Regions from separate parts of the Sus scrofa genome. Here region 1 is linked to region 2. A link is a contact called in public Hi-C data. All regions are on one chromosome and are shown on one strand. Each heading gives the region's core, a stretch centred on a gene start, on an enhancer-like site or on the middle of the called end of the contact. The rest is flanking DNA. Distances are from core to core; before and after follow the strand shown. Region 1 holds the start of FKBP14 (FK506 binding protein 14). Region 2 has its middle 48 kb from the start of NOD1.

Region 1 (4,081 bases), core at 1,222-3,721, 390 kb after region 2:
CGGGAGACAAAACTGCTGCGGGAAATGCTGGGGACCGGGACCCCGACCCAGGAGGCGCGTCGCGACACCGCCCTCCTCCGGCTCAGACAAAGGATCTGGCGCGCCCCCCACTCACCGCTCAGATAGTTGGTCCACTTGTACAGCACCCCCTCCATGGCGCCCGCGGCCCCCTCAGCCCTCGCCCGCCGGCCCCCTCACTGCCTCAGGCCCCAGGAGGCGAGGAGCACCGGCAGCAGGGCCATCGCTCGGCGTTGCCGAGCCGGCCACTCCCGGCGTCCGGGCCCGGTGCGGGGACGCCCCGCGGGCCTCACATCCTGGGCCCGGGGGCGGGGTCACTGCGGCGGCCTGGACACGTGAAGGCGCGGCCGACCCGTGGCCCCGCACCGCGGGGCCGGCGCGCTGTCCACAAGGAGGCCAAAGCACTGGGTGAGGCCGAGGGGCGGCTGCGGCCACCACAGGGCCGCAAGCGGGGCGGCGGGTCGCGGGCGGCGCCACCGCGCGCCACCTGAAGCCTCTACCCACCCGGCCCGGAGCCCGCTCGCGCATGCCCCGTGCATCGCCTGCGCGCACGTTCCCAAAATCCACTCCGGGCTTTAGCGGCAACCGCGGCGGCCGCGCTGACGTAGCCGCAGAGGCCGGCGGGGAAAAGGAGTCCCGCAGGCTAGGGACTATGGAAAGGGTGAGAACAGAGGAGGGAGGCCACTGGGGCAAGTCCCAAGTTAATGTGCTGTAGATGGATCCTACCTACCTCTTAACGTTTGGGATCACCGGGACCCCTTAGGCTGCTCCCTGGATTCTAGTCCTCAAGGTCTAATTCTTTTTTTCAAAGCTAATTGATCTCACACACTTCAAGGCTATTGAGGTGCCCATTAGGGCAGAAGGAGGTGAATGAATGTTGTGTGTGGCAGTGTTAGCAGACGTTTTCTAAACTCTAAGGCCCCGCTACAGAAAGTGTGGTCCACCGACTGCAGCATTGACCTCACCTAGGAGATTGCCGGAATTGCAGGATATCGCTCCAAGCCCAGAAACTGCTGAATTGAACTCTTGAATGGGTCCAGGAACTCCCAGGGGATTCCTATGCGTATTAAAGTGTGAGAAAGCACTGTGCTAAGGATATTTGACTAGGGAAAATGTTAACTGTAGACTCAGTGGAAAAGCAGGTTATGAAACAGTGTACAATAGGATCCTAATTGTTTTAGGCATGTGTCACAAAAGCATACAACAAGGTGTTCAGAGGATTATATCTGGATGGTGGTATCATAGGAAATCTTTTTTCTTTCTTTTTCTTTAGTGAAAGTCTGCCAGATTTAGCAAATAAAAACAAAGAACAATCAACTCGTTTATCTGGAATTCAAATTTAATGTGGCTCCTGTTTTTTAACTGGGAATTCTAGTGCTTTCCAGTTTCTTCCAACTCGACTACAATGTACACGTATTGCTTTTGAAATTATGAGAACAATGTAAAACTAAAAATTTTAAACTAAGTTGAGCTTGTGTAACTCGTAAATGTGATTACTATTTCTTTAAGGCCGAGATCTGCACTCTCTCTCGAGTTTTGTTTTTCTTTTTAGAGCCGCACCTGCAGCATATGGAAGCTCCCTGGCCACAGCCACAGAAACGCCAGATCCCAGCTGCATCTGCAACCCATGTCACAGCTTGTGGCAGTGCTGGATCCTTAACCTACTGAGCGTGGCCAGGGACCCAACCCGCATCCTCTCAGATATAATGTCGAGTTAGCTGAGCAACAACGGGAACTATGGTCTGCACTTATTCTTGATAGAGGCTATTATTGACTCTCTACACTAAGGTCATTTAGATGATAAATTATTAGCAGCCGTAACATAATGCAGTGATGCACAATACATCACAATACCTGGTTTGACGGCGGAGCTCAACGGCTTTTGACGCTCAACAACCTTAAGCAGGACACAACCTCTCCTAGCCTATATATGCTCATCTTTTAAATGGAATAAAAGAATCTGCCTTACCCGCAGGGTAGTGAGCGTCAAACACAGGAATGCACTTTGTGAAACCAAAAGCACTGCTAAAGTCTTTATCGATTGCACCGTAAATTAAATAATAAGCAATTACTATGGGGGAGGGGGACCGCACCAACTATGAGAGCAAAGGAGTCTTTCCTTAAACCTCTGCTGTTTCACCTGGGTCCACGACTTCTCACTGAAGCCAGGTTCTCCGCAGCCGTGACTTTGCCTGAGAAGTTTCCGGTGAGCTCCGCGCCCCACCCCTTTCTTAAAGTGCCAGGTAGAGGAATTCTGTAGTCTGTCGGGCTCCGGGACCACTCCGGGTGGTTCTCCCCTGGGCTACCGGGTGGTAAATTACATGGTTGTAGAGTCATTGGTTCGAGAGTCGCCCGAGAGACAGCTCCACTAGCCAATAAGAGGCCGCCCTGCCCAGGCGTCCGCGTGGTTGGAGCCAGTCAGGCCCGGGCTTGGGTTTAACTCTTTAGAAACCAGTTCGAAGTTGCACGGGAAAGTTGTCCGTAGTGAATGTGCCACGTCTACTGGGAGGGAGAGTTATGAACTTGCCAGAGGCTGTTGTCCTAAGCTTTCAACTACATTTTTAACTCTATGAGGTCGGGGGCCCTTTCTCTGTTTTTCTAGGAACTTCTTTCCTGCTCTGGCAACATGAGGCTTTTCTTGTGGAACGCGGTCCTGACGCTGTTAGTCACTTCTTCGAGCGGGGCTCTGATCCCTGAACCAGAAGTGAAGATTGAAGTGCTCCAGAAGCCATTCATCTGCCATCGCAAGACCAAAGGGGGGGATTTGATGCTGGTCCACTATGAAGGCTACTTAGAAAAGGACGGCTCCTTATTTCACTCCACGTAAGTAATTATACCCTGCAGGTAAAGAAGTAAAGAACCCACCCACTTAGGCCAGCTCTTGGGCAGGAACAGTAGCGTGTACCAGCGTTATCTCCCTTTTAAAAAACTAAAATATCGAATTTCTCTCTTTGGGGAAAGGAATTGGTTAAAGTCAATCTTATATAACAAGGCCTTTGAAGGTCTTACTGGAAACGTGGTCAGGATAAAACGATAAATTTTTTTATTGTAAAAATTAGAGCTAGAATCTCTGAAATCCTGTAGAAATATCTAGGTGTATAAATAGGCAATAAGTGGAAAAGACATAAAGGCATTCTCATTTCTCTTGTTCCTGAGGGAAAATAACTCAATTCCATTTTTCTTTGGTAAAGGTGAAATTAAACTTTTCATAGCCCTTTCATGAGCAGAATACACAATTATTTATTTGCTTGTGGTAGGATATGTTAACAGTAGTCCACTGACCTATTTAACTTTTGGCCTGGTGACATTTTGGTCAAGGCACAGGGACATTATTTGTTTCATTGTTTCTTTCTAGAAATTCAAAGACCTCATTGATGGGTGTGGGTGTGGTTATGGAAGATTAATCCAATACCTACAGTGAAAGATTTTCAGATGGTTACACTGTCCTTATTTCTGTTTTATAAAGAAAGAAATTGCAACAGGGAAAAGTTTTGTAAGTGTAATGATTTCCCATCAGGCCTTGATTCTCGGATTCCATCCCTAAAGTATTCATTGAACATTTCTTTATGTTAGGCCCTGTGCTTGACCCTAGGTGGATTTAAAACATCTGGCTTCTCTCTGTCCTCACCATTCATTCATCTCCATCTATCAAATCTTTACTGAGCAGCCCCAAGGCAGGCCCTGAGGATGCGGAGATGACTAAGACTGGGTTCTTGTCCTCTAGCAGGACACTGAGTACAGGGGGGAGGAAGACAGCTGTAAAGTTCAGAATGTTCAAAGTGCTCACGAAGCACGGACTCTGGAATTTATCATGCTCTGAGAGATGGGGAAAGAACACCTTCTGAGAGATCATAATTGAGGTGGGTCTTGAAAGATGGGTGGCTGGAGGTTTCCCAGGTAGAGAATGAGGAAGGAAGGACACCAGGTGGAAAGAGCAGCCTGAACTAAAGCAGCAAAGCTTCATGGCCCATCCTAGACCTCATTTTCTTTTCTTTTCTCTTTTTAGGGCTGCACCCGTCGCATATGGAAGTTCCTGGGCTGGGGTCGAATTGGAGCTACAGCT
Region 2 (4,025 bases), core at 1,180-3,679:
GGTGCTGTGGGGCGAGCCTGACCAGAGAAGGCCAGAGGCATCCTCTCTGTGATCCTTTGAGGGCCCCTCACCTACCACAGGACCAGAAACAGCAGAAGAAGCATTGGAGGCCTTCCATCTGACCGCTCGATCCACCAGGCGGCTTCTAAGAAGAAAGGACTTGAGTCTGGTGTGGCAGAGGCCAGGATACACTGGCAGGGCTGAGTTCCACAGCCCTCACCGCTGGGCTGGGGTGAGTCCTGGCCAGCCAGCCTTGACATCTGCTGCCTTCCTCGGCTGTTCACTGCCCGGGGGTGCACCGAGGTGGGCCCGCATCCCCTGCGGCAAGAGGCACCAAGCATGAGAGGGGCAGGGGGTTCTCCAGCGGAATCTGCGAGTTCTCAGAAGCCCAGCTGGCTTTCTGCTGCAGCCCCTGTTAGGAAGGGAGCAGTGCAGGAGGTTAGCCCTGAAGGCAATGGGGAAAATCCCACACAGTCACTCAGCCTCAGGGGACGGTTCCCCTAAAGCACTGCTTTGGGGGTTCCTATCCCCCCATTTGAGTATTTGCCTACTTGTCACCCCCAACAGCAGCAACTCTCTGGGCCGCAGACACAACCAGAAAGGACAAAGGAAAGAGCGTTGGGAAGTTCAAGGTCAAGGGGCTTAGAACAGACTTCAGACTTGCCGAGAGAACCACACTCCTCAGCGGACGCCTTCATATTTTATTAAAGTGCGAACGCTCAACTTTTAAGCCTAAAATGTACCCAGAAAGTGCCAAATATTACTGCTTTTAGAGACTGTCAAAACTGCTGCCTCTAAGGGAAGTTGGATTTGTATGGTGTTGACCTAAATTCTGACTTGGAAGTACGTTGATCATCTAGATGGTAAATGATAGATGTTCTGTTTTTCTTATAAAAGTGCAACCAGCCTCCTAATTTGCTGGAAAGTTTCTCCAGTACCCAGAGGTGAGCTCCTGTGCAGAGAAGTGGAGGCTTTTCCAAATCAAGGAAAAGAGTTGAAAATTGGGGGAGGGGCTACGAAGGAATTTCGTGAACTTGGGACATGACTGTTTCTTTCCACGGGACACATGGGTTGATTTGAGGACAGAAATTACAGCTCCCATTTTTCAGACCTACATTTATGGCACGTCCATGCTGACTGGGAACTTAGGAGCGGTGTCAAGTCACTGTGGGGCTTTGGGCCACGTCCTGAGAAGTGGGGATCCCAGAGTACCGGCTCGTGGGGCTGTTGTGAGGATTAAATGAGCCGATACATGGAAAGCGGTTAGCACAGTGCCTGGCGCAGGGTTGATGCCCCACATGTGATGTGATGGCATAAAACCATTTCTCACCCGCAGGTGTCCTCTTCTCACTCTGAGACTTAGAGAACTTCCCAAAAAGGTCAAAGATGGGACGGACTGAAAGTTCTCAAAGCTCAGGTCTAAAAACATTCAGCATCAAGCCTCCTGCACTACCCTAGCTTCCTCAGGGAAAAGCATAGCTGTTAGTTGTCACCATTCCTGCCGAAGGGCCCCACCATCGAAGTGTCACTCACTGGATCGAGGGAGGTGCCTTCCTATCTTCACAGTAAGAACAGAGAGGACGCTGGCACCACGGCCCAGAGCCGGGCCCTCCAGCTTCTGACAGGTGTCCCTTTCAGGTCCCCAGCTCAGAAGGCGCATTTGGCTCCGCGGTGTTGGTCCTTTTCCAGGTGTGACACACGTCTGCTTCCAGTAACTAATTGCTCATTTACAGGAAAACAACCAAACCAAACCCTTGCTCTGGAGCTGAAAGGCAAAACGGTGACCATTATCCCAGGCTCCTAGACAGGAATTTTAATGAAAATGGAATTAGCTGGTAAGGAAACCAAAGCTCAGGTTACCACACGGGGGGCGGGGGTGGGGGTGGGGGGGAGAAGTTGAGGGGGGGGTCCCTTCCCAGCCTGATGCTCACAGCCGTCAACCTAAGGTAACTGCACCCAAGACCAGCTGAAAACTTTTAGAAGCACAAACCCCTGAGAAGTTTATAGGTCCCCAGTGTTCTGTAATATTTTTTAAAAGATTTGAAATAAAAATAAGTTACAAAATAAGTTCAAGGGTGTTCCGTTTCTGATTTTTCCCACAACTCCTCGGGTGCTTTTATGAGCAAATAACATATCAAAATACCTCCAGCTTTTTTTCCCTTTGTCTCTGTCATCGTATTTTGCTTTTGCTATCAAAGCAGTATCCATATTAGAGACCATTTTAAATAATGCTTATGACCCAAAGCTAACACAGCTACTTTAATTTCTGCATGTCATCTTCCCATGTTTTGCCTACTTTGAGACTTTTTATTGTAAAATACACAATTTACCACCCTAATGTTTAAGGGGACAGTTCAGTGGTATAAACACGACCATATGTTGTGTAACCATCACCAACACCCACTTCCAGAATTAGTCTTCCTGTCAAACCAAAACTCTATACTCTGTGAGTAATAGTTCCCCATTTTCCCTTCCCCTGAGCCCCTGGAAACTACCTACTTTCTGCCTCTGATTTTGACTATTCTAGGTCCCTCATACGAGTAGAGCCATACAGTATTTGTCTTTTTGAGCCTGGCTTATTTCATTTACCATAATATCCTTAAGGTTTGTCCATGTCAGAATTTCCTTTTTTAAGGCTGACCATTTTGAGACTTTTTTTTTTTTTTTGGTCTTTTGTCTTTGTGTCTTTACAGGGTCGCATCTGCGGCATATAGGAGATTCCCAGGCTAGGGGTCTAATTGGAGCTGTAGCTGCCAGCCTACACCACAGCCACAGCAACGCCAGATCCGAGCCATGTCTATGACCTACACCACAGCTCACAGCAACACCAGATCCTTAACCCACTGAGTGAGGCCAGGGATCGAACCTGCAACCTCATGGTTCCTAGTCGGATTCATTTCCCCTGCGCCATGACGGGAACTCCTGAGACATCTTTTCACATAGTTATAAACACAGTGTACGTTTGCCGTTTCTTTCAAATATTTTCCCACATTATAATCTATCATCTGTATTCTATTTGATCATTTGCTTAGTTATGTTCCAAGAGCCAGACATTCTGGTTTCCAGATTGGCTGTGGTGGTCGTGGTGATTATTAGAGACAAGTCTATGGAAGTAAAAATGTCTTTAGGATGATTCCTTTGGAGTGAGATTGGCAAGTCAAGTGAATTTTTCTTTCTTTCTCAATCTATGTGAACCCATCCAGTTTAGGAGCCTCAGAAGTGGCTTAGAAGTAGGTGGAAGTTGGAGACCAATGTCATGTCTCCTTTGAAAGGGGATGAGACTCCCTGCCCTGGACTCTCACCCTGGACAGTCCAGGCACTGCCCGCACATGCAGATGTGTTACAGCCACACATGGGCACTGGAAACAACCACAGCTGCTGGGAAGAATGAGTAACCCATAAATCGGCAGCTGTTTTCAAGCAGCATCGTGCACGATGACCATGTGCGACTGGATAGGTGCATCTTCAAAATCAGTTTTCCTTGATCTTAAATACTTCTATGTGTGCATGTATCTCCACTTTGCCTGAACAAGTCAGTCTGACTGGACCCGTGAGCACTGGGTCAAATGGAAACTAATTCGTCCCCCAACTACCCTATGAAGTAGGGGTTACTTCCTGAGTGAGGAAACTGAGCATTTGGGCAGATAGGATATGCAGCTTGTCTTACTACTGAGGTTGTGCATAAAAATAGGGAAGGAGCAAAACCCCTTTAGGAAAGGGATTTTTGGCAAATGTAGATGGTTGGACCTGATAATATCCACAATTTTTGAGCTCACTTCACCTCCCCTGTTCTGCCAGTGGGGACAGTGACACTGGGGAGGAAACGACTTGCCCAAGGTCATACGCATCATCGTCAATTGAATAAGAACTAGAACACAGGCCTTGTGGCTGGCCTGACCCTCTGTTCTGATGGTTTGTGACCTCCAGTTCATTCTCCAACTGACCTTTTTTTTTTTTTTCCTGCCAAGCCTATTCAACTTGATTCCAATCCACTAGGGCAAGTTAAACAAAATGAACTCTTCCCC

Evidence for each region. A called contact is a pair of places that touch in the nucleus more often than the background predicts.
Region 1: a contact with region 2 is called in a Hi-C map of retroperitoneal adipose tissue, with 2.1 times the contacts expected there. The contact joins the promoter of FKBP14 here to the enhancer-like site in region 2. A contact is called at or near these places in 1 of 5 promoter capture datasets (fetal liver), 3 of 47 Hi-C or Micro-C datasets (embryonic fibroblasts, retroperitoneal adipose tissue and subcutaneous adipose tissue) and 1 of 2 datasets of contacts at active chromatin or transcription factors (alveolar macrophages).

The regions. Positions count from the first base shown.
Region 1 is chr18:42,900,629-42,904,709 of Sscrofa11.1, forward strand. FKBP14 (FK506 binding protein 14) reads left to right here and starts at 2,472. Exons shown (of 4, transcript NM_001244527.1): 1 at 2,472-2,841. The coding sequence starts at 2,645. PLEKHA8 (pleckstrin homology domain-containing family A member 8) reads right to left here and starts at 575. Exons shown (of 14, transcript XM_005673281.2): 1 at 116-575. The coding sequence starts at 155.
Region 2 is chr18:42,510,207-42,514,231 of Sscrofa11.1, forward strand. No RefSeq gene overlaps it. Among named protein-coding and RNA genes, the nearest start is that of NOD1, 48 kb to the left of the region's middle. Within about 2 kb of position 2,430, at least 5 of the 83 cell types and tissues checked have an H3K27ac peak or open chromatin away from gene starts, as enhancers often do. A contact at or near this core is called in alveolar macrophages and retroperitoneal adipose tissue, where this site is marked.